2 separate regions of the Arachis hypogaea genome follow, and region 1 is linked to region 2. A link is a contact called in public Hi-C data. All regions are on one chromosome and are shown on one strand. Each heading gives the region's core, a stretch centred on a gene start, on an enhancer-like site or on the middle of the called end of the contact. The rest is flanking DNA. Distances are from core to core; before and after follow the strand shown.

Region 1 (4,207 bases), core at 829-3,328, 75 kb before region 2:
TATGTTTTTGTTTTGTTGTTTAAATTAATTGAAACTATAAAATTAGGATTAATTGAATTCTAAAATTTGATTAATTTAAAAGGGTATTTTTGTCTAATCAAATAAAGTAAGGATGTTTAATACTTTTTATAAAATTAAATAAAAAATATTTTTATTTTTATTTAATTAAAAAAATATATTAGTAAAAGTGGTGATATAATATATATTTAAAAAAGAAAAAATTAAATGCTGACGTGAAAAATAAATTCCACAGCAACTTTATTAAATTCTGGCCAGCATGTAACCATAAAAAAAGAGTGAGTCATTGGATGAAATCTCATACTAATCTTACACCATTAAAAACCTTATTGATGACTATTTGATGGCTATAAATCCTAAAAGTTGCTGCCCTAGCATTCTTGGTTAGATAATTAGTTAAGACAACCGAATTTAATAGATTAGTCAACACAAGTTCGAGCATTTGAGAAATATGGGAGAGACAACACAGTATAATTAGCCATTATATTGAAAAAAAAAAAAAAAAAAAAGACAAGGCCGACGAAATTACAACTATCATATCATATCCCACTTAATACAAAAGGACCTGTCCCCATTCTGAGGAACAAGACCTACACTTAAGCACCATGCCAATAATACCCACTACCCAGAAAAGAAAGAGAACGTACAACACACATCCAAGATATATCAGTTCTAAATCAAGACTAAGTGACCTGATAATGATGTTCTTTGAGGAAATGTTTGATGCATTCGTGTACCTTATTATTGTTATATCTCATATTATAAAAGATAATAACTTAATGGAAACGTATATTTAGTTAGGCAGAACTTCCCAAATCAAGTCAGGATCGAAGGAGGGCAGTCTTGCTAAGGAACAGTTTTGGAAATCATGGGATGATTCAGTATCTGCTGCTGTTGTCATTGTTGGGGGACACTCTGCTAAAACAATACCGTCCTCTACTGAAATGAAACCGCCAGCAGCTGCTTCAACAAACTCGGCGCTTGAACTAGACAAGAACATCCGTGGATTCTCGAGAGGACTAGTGGTAGTGTTGTTATTATTCTTGCGCATGCTCCTCTCTCGCTTGAGCCTTTGGCATATGGCACGAATCTTAGCATCCACGTAGCAGTTGAGAGAGTTAAACTTGATGGAATCTTGGGAAGACAAGAGGACATCACTGGAGGGTTCCTTCAAAGCAGGGAAATTCAAGCGCGCGTACTCGCCACGAAGCTTATAAGCAGCGCGGTCATAAGCATAAGCAGCGGCTTCCGGAGTATCGTAAGTGCCAAGCCAGACCCTCATTCTGTTCTGAGGGAGTCGAATCTCAGCCACCCATTTTCCCCAGCTCCTCTGCCTCACTCCTCTGTACAGCTTCTTCTTCCATGGCGAGGGAGGGGGAACAACAAAACAAGAACGCTTCGTGGTCACTCGGCTTTGATCGTACAACTTCTGCAGGATGTTTCTTTGGCGGGTGTAGACGGAGGAGCACCCGAACGGTTGCTGGAAGGCCACTGTGGGATTAGCGGGAGGGCAGTGAGAGAAGATTGAGTCCAACGTGTTTGAACCCGATGATGATAATATCAGATCTGATAAACACCACCCAATATCATCAACTACCTCCCTTGATGATGTGTTTCTTCCATCCGTCGTTATTTCCATGGTTTTGGATTCAGGAGGAAGGATAGGGTTGAGTGAATTGAATTCCTTTAGTTTGGGTTCAAACTCAAACTTCAGCGTGTTATATTAGACATTTATAGGTGTAGAATATACGGTTGCATGCAATACAAAGACGCCAAAGAAGCCACATTTTACGCTAACAAGAACTTCTTCTTCATAACTACACTCTCAAATTACTTAAATGCCCTCGCTCTCTGTCAGGTAGCCAATGTTTTTTGTTTTTTTTTTAATAATGGGTTTTAAAATTAGTCCAATAAAATAAAGAGGAATGTTAGACCATCTTCAGTAGGGAACTCATCTCAGTTTCTGTTTATGGCCCACCTGTCATAAAAAGTAACTCCACATCAGCTTTTGCGTTATAAACAATAAATAGGAACTCAAAGCATCTCTCTTCTCCATTAGGAGGAACTAACTTTAGTCCCTATTGTGGTCCCACTTAATTAATTAATTAAAATACTTAAAATTAATATAATTAATTTTTTTTAATAATATTATTTAAATTTATAAATTTAAAAATAATTCATTATTAAAAGATATTAATATTAAATAAATTCATATATAATAATAATACACAATATATAATTCGAGATTATACTGATTTATAGTTTTGTGTTTACAACTGCTAATTTTAATAATATCATTAGCATTTTAAATTTTAAAAATAAAAATAACCAACTCAACTAAAAATTATTTTATAAGATATAAAAATTAAATTTATTTTTTAATGTAAGTAAATTTAATTAATTATAATTTAATATAATAATATAAATAATATTTAATATTAATTATAATATAAATAATTAATATAAATTATTAATTAAATAAAAACTTAATTATTTAATTTAATTAATTATTTAATTAATTATTATTTAAATAATTAATATAAATTATTAATTAAATAAAAATATAATTATTTAATATAATTTTTATTATAATTATTACTAATTTAATTATTATTTAATTATTTTAGATTTTATATTATTATTTTTTTATAATAATTTGTCAAATGGCAAGTTATTATTGGTTAATTTGAGTCCCTGCTTACAGGAACTCCCTTACCTTGATCCTTGTGCAGGAACTCACTCCTTTTCTCCTCCAATGGTTAGAGTTCCTATATGTTAGAAAAAAGTCAAAGAGAAACTCACCATTGGAGGTGCTCTTAGGGGCTAGTAATTTTTGTGATTTGTAGTCATTAATGATGGTTTTAATGATGTGAGATTGGTGTGAAATTTTATCTAATGGCTTACTTTTCTTTGCTGGTTACATGCTCGCCAGAATTTAACAAAATTGCTGGTCCCCTAGACTTTTTCTAAAATAAAAATACACTACATTCTAAATTATCATCTAAATCTTAATATTAAGATATTTATTCACACACTTAATAAATTGAATATCTAATATATCCATTGTTTAATATTTTTATTGTCTACCTATATTTTTTCATTCTAATATATCTATTTATTCATTTTATTATACTACTATTAATTATTCGACTATCTTACCTATACACTAAAATCAATTATTAAAAGCCAATAAGTTATATACTCACCTAAAAATCGTGAATTCGAGTTTTATTTTTAACTTTAGAAAAAAAATCAACTATTAAAAATATATTTTAAAATATAAATACATATTAAAAATAAATTAAATAATATATTTATTTATATATAAATACATTAGTAGTTGATTTTAGTGTACGAATAACATTTTTGTTAATTATTATATGACAAATGTTAGATAACTAATATTTTTGTTTTATATTCAAATTAATTACTCTATTTTTTGTTGTTTCACTAAAATATTGATTTTCCTAGCCTTCTTCTTTATATAATATATATTGTTTTATTTTAGGTATAAGTGAATAATTACTATTCTTCACAATATCATTTTTCATATATATTAAACTATCAAATATAAGTACTGTTCATATCCTGACCCAACACTAAGGCCCAGATCTAAATAAAATGTTCAATCTAAAGATTGGCCTCCACTCGACACCGACCTTTTCTCAAGAAATCGGACCCAATGATGACTTGCTCTAAAGAAGTCGGGAGCGAAGATTAGCTGACAGATAACACTTATTCAAATAAGTAACTGCCCCTAAAATCTCTCAACCCACTTCCAGGAGTCATATCTCAACTTCCCTAAAATAAAGGGACGGTTATCCACCTTAAAAGGTAGAACTACTCCAACGGAGGTTATTGGTTCACCACTATAACATCCCTTATGTATCTCTAAGTTTAAATTCTCTCTAGACTTGCTTAGACCCTTGCTGACTTAAGCATCGGAGTATCTTTGCAGGTACCACCCCCCATTCTTTCACACATACAAGTCAGACGGAGGCTCCCAGACGCAAACTTAGTCAGAGGCTCCCCCCTTCAGACGATTGGGCCAACCCAACGAGTCCAGTCCACTAATTTCCGGTTACCCATCGTAACATTGGCGCCGTTGCCGGGGACCCAAGAGATCAACCAGTAATGGCGGACGAGTCGCATGAAGATGGCCACACAGCGTCCGATTCTAAAAATCCCG
Region 2 (4,734 bases), core at 1,372-3,871:
AAATTAATTTAACTCTTGAAATCACTTGGAATTTATTATAAAAATTTTTCCTTCTCTTTCAAACTTTTTCAAAAATATTTCATATGTCATTGTAGAAGATGAAGTTGGGCAGAAGGATTTGAGTAACATCATACACATATGGAGTAATGTTTGGTCTTTTTTTTTTTTTGGTCATGAGTAATGTTTGGTCTTAAAAATATACATTTTGATTTTTTAGTGGGTTGTCCATGGTCATTCGGGCTGTTTTTAGGGGGGTTTGGGTTTGTATTGCAGTATATTTTCGGTGGGTTGTGTGGGTGCGGGCCATGTGGCCAGATCCAAAAAAACTAATTAATCACCCATTAATATATCCTATCCCAAAAAAAGGCATAAAACCGCCTGTCCGACCAAATCATCTGCCGTACCGGTTCGCAAATACATTAAATCATGGGTCAAATCTAATAATACTAACAATTTCTTATTTGAAGTAATCTGGACTCTCCATCAAAAATCTTTTTTCTTGGTGCTTCAAGCACCAGAAGATACTTTCCCCACATTCCCTTGTTTTGGACTTCTCTTTATTTTGGACTTTACGTTTGAATCTTTAGTTCTTTGTTTTTGGGTCGTGGTGTTTGAATCTTTTAAAACAAGTTAGTGAACTTATTTGGGCTAATATTTTGAATTGTTTGACCTTTTTCAATGTTGGCGGTTGAGTCTCTGAATTCTATTAGTGAGCCCAGTGCGTTTGGTAACTATACATTTGTGGCATGGTTTGGGCTTATATATCGCCAGCATCCATATGTTATCGAAACCAAAATTAGATAAGCTAAGTCGATTTGGGTAACTATGTATTTAAAGTCAATTGCAGCATTACGGCCCAATATTTGTAAGAAACAAATAAGCTTTCGTTGCATTTTTGTTTGTTCGCTGATTATAAATTATTTATTCAATAATTTTTTGTTCATTACATTATTCACACACTCACTCATCCATCCACAATTCCACATTATAAAGTTCTTAAACCAGATCCCAGCACGTCCAAAAAAAAAAAAAAAAAACCAGATCCCAGTCTTAGTTGGAAACTAAATCTGCCAATCCGGTGCATCTTTTTAAGAGGGCTAAATCCGCCTTTTTCTTCTAGACTTCAGCTGTATTTAAAAAAACAAATGGTTGAGTGTGGTTTCTATAATTTATTTTCTCTAAGTCTAACCTATACAAAAGAAGAGTGCCATGTTTTTTAAATATAAGAAAATAGCCAACTTTAGTGTTTAAGTTTATAATTTAATATTAATGATTAAAAGTTTATAATTTACCATTTACATTTAAAAATAAAGATAAAATATTAAATTGGTCATTTACATTTGGGCGTAATTCTATTTTAGTTTTTAAGATTTAAAGTGTCCTATCTGAATCCAAAAAAAGTTTTATTTAGCTTCGATGTAGTCCCACCGTGAGGTCAAAATTAAATAATTAACGAAATGTCCTACATGACAGTAATACAAGAACAAAGTCAATAATTTAGAGAATAAGTACAAGCTCTAGAGGTACAAATCAACCGTGGATGCATCAATACATTTATTTATCATTTTTCTTAGTTTTATAAAAAATATTTCATTTAAATTGTAAAAAAAATAAATAAATAATGTATTGATGTATACACGGTTGATTTTGTGCCTTTAGAGCTTGTACTTATTTTTCAGATTATCGACTTTGTTCTTGTGATACTACATTGAAATTAAATGAAACTTTTTTGAATTCAAATAGGACCTTTAAACTTTAAGAATCAAAATAGGATTACGCCCAAACATTTAATACTTTATCCTAAAAATAAATAAAATATTTTTTTAAAAAAATTAACTAATATTGAATGAAAATAGTTAGTTGCTTAATATTACTTTTTTTTTTTTATTAAAACGTACCTAAAAGAAAAAAACAAAACATAAGAGTGCTAATTCATATTGGTCATCTACCCATTCAATTTATGTGTAGTGACGTAAAAACAATTAATTTAATTGTCCCATAAGGGAGGTCTAATTTGATTTTTATAGATATTATCCATTGATTTCTTTTAACATAAAAATCATGTCATATATTTTCACATTTAGCAAGAGTGTTTGATTTTTCTATTTCTTTATATTAAAAGTTTTGTAAATACAATATTATCATTAGATGATAGACTGATAAATAATAAATATAATATATTTGTATCACTTTTGTTTAATTTCATACCTAACGTTTTCTTTCCACCCGATCCTTAACAAAGCATACAAGACAGGGGACACAGACACAGTATCTGTTTGGATAACACTTCCATCCACAACTTGATAGCAACACAAGGTCCTCCTTTACTGCGTTATGGAGAAGTTGGTAACAATATCATTTTGCCCATGTAATGTAATGTAATGTAATGTAACGTAACAAACTTATTTAATATTTACATAGATTTGACAAAGAAAACCGCGGGTTGCATGGAGTGTACGATTTTCTCCCTAGTTTTTGGGCAGGAGAACGAAATGAGCGAATAGTTAGAGGGGGTAGTAGGCTAGTAGCTTAGGTAGAAGTGTAGAAGTAGAATGGAAGGGACGTGTCGCGTGGAGGAAGGAGGGAGCACGTGCATGGCGAGACAGTTATTGTGCGTCACGTGGTGGGGCCCAGGAGCGCACGAGCACTCACATGCACTTGGCTTGGCTGTTCATGATAGGGACCACACATATCATGTTCCCTCAAATTGCGCCCATGAAATCACCGTTGATCGCGATCACACCTTCCTCTACATGGGGCCCACGCCGCCTTCAAACGTTAATTGCGGATTGACATTCTTACTGCTCCTTCTATTCTTCCTCTCTTGCTACTTGCTATTAAGTATTAACTACTATAGTAACCTTGAACAAGCAAGCACCTTGCTTTCGCTCTTTATCGCGTTAAAAAACTTACTTTCAGGATGGACATTAAATTTCTTCCCAATTCTTTTTTAGTTTAATTAAATAAAAACGAGTCGATTGCTGATCTCGCTCCAATCTTTAACAGAGCCAACTCGGGAAGTCTACCAAATCCAGTAATCCACTATCATTTCCCGCCAAATTTTGTAGAGTTTGAATAGGACTGGAACCAAATTTAAAGTGTATAAACATATATAAGTGACTAATTTTATTTATCTTATATTGTGATGATGGTAACTAATTCTTTATATATTTAAATAAAATGATGTCTAGGTGGCTGAAAGGAGTCAACAATTACTGTAAGGGCATACTCTAGAATCTAGATGTATATAAATGAAATAAATGAAGAATGAAGGTGTTGCGGAAAAGGGTGAAACCAAAATTTGATTACCGTTAGTGGGGACCTCGGGAAGTTAGGATTTTTTATGTCAGCATTCAGCATTTGCAGATGCAGTTAGCCCCACACTACTCACCCACTCTAATCAGATAATATTTCCAATTTATACCATCCAAGAAGATCGTAATCCTATCCCATCTCCCATCGTTTCTTTATCTTTCTTTTACTTAAAAATATGCATCCTCCACTACCAGAAAGAAAGCACCAAAATTCTACGGTATATTGTTATTTATATAATTTGGGGTGCGTCTCTTTAGTAGTTGAACATAAGAGGATATCGTGATTCGTGCAAGGCTCCATTCCTCATATACTTTCCAAACTTTTTTTTTCCTATTCACACTATAGCAAGACCTAGTCTCAACTCTCAAGTCGTAACTTTTAAAGCGAAAGAAGCGACTCAATTAGACAGTGAATAGTAATAATAACTTGATTGCACTGTCTAATCAATAAACACGTTCAATATATAATTCGTTTCGTTAAAAGTTAAAACAATGGAAATCCTTTTCATTAGGAAGTTAATTAAACCATAAAAGTACCTATAGTCCTATAGTATAACATCACGGAGAAAAAACGTTTGATCTACATTTTTATTTGATTTTGCTTTCTGTCTTTTCTTCCTTATACCGATCGATAACCTAACTTTCATATGTGACGAGCTATCCGTGGCTTCTCACTCTACGCAAAAAGTATCATAATCTTAAATATATTGAGAGAGGAGCATTGAACCACCCCTACCAAAATAATAAACAAGTTTCTACTTGTAAGATATGCATGATTTTCTTCTCTTTTTAAGATAATATTCAACTATCTTAGCTACACATTAAAATCAATTACTAAAATTAATCATTAATATAAAATATATATTAAAATATAAAATATATATTAAAAATAAATTAAATAATATATATATTTATACACAAATACATAACAACTTATTTTAACAACTAATTTTGATATGTGCATAATATTTTTAAATAACAACTAAGAATTGAAACGATTTTTTTATTTAAATTAAAAATATTATTTATACACTAAAATTAATTACTAAAATTTGTCACTATTTATTTGTGCATAAATATATGTGTTATCTTATTCATTTTTAATATATTTTATATTTTAATATATATTTTATATGAATAACTAATTTTAATAATTTATTTTAATAGCTCATTTTAATATACAGCTAGTATAGTAAAAGTTTGTTAATGACACAGAAAAAAAAGTTAAATCTATTACCTTCTTTTAAAATTTCGTTGACTTTTACTTTTGTTTGGATTAAGAATCCTTTTTATTGTTGAGTCTGTTAAATTAAAAATTCAGGAAATAATTTTATTTTCTCTTTTCATTATAAAATCTGGAATAAAACAATTCTTTATTTTTTGGATAGCTGTAACTTTTGAAAAATTGATAAAGCAGAAG

Evidence for each region. Hi-C and Micro-C count contacts between places; a contact is called where the count stands out from the background.
Region 1: a Hi-C map of an unstated tissue shows a contact between it and region 2, with 4 times the contacts expected there. The contact joins the promoter of LOC112732445 here to the enhancer-like site in region 2. A contact is called at or near these places in 3 of 8 Hi-C or Micro-C datasets (leaf and an unstated tissue).

What each region holds. Positions count from the first base shown.
Region 1 is chr13:101,617,124-101,621,330 of arahy.Tifrunner.gnm2.J5K5, reverse strand. LOC112732445 (ethylene-responsive transcription factor ERF061-like) reads right to left here and starts at 2,078. Exons shown (of 1, transcript XM_025781165.3): 1 at 473-2,078. The coding sequence starts at 1,657. The coding sequence ends at 812.
Region 2 is chr13:101,542,183-101,546,916 of arahy.Tifrunner.gnm2.J5K5, reverse strand. No RefSeq gene overlaps it. Among protein-coding and RNA genes, the nearest start is that of LOC112735173, 38 kb to the right of the region's middle. Within about 2 kb of position 2,621, at least 3 of the 3 cell types and tissues checked have open chromatin away from gene starts, as enhancers often do.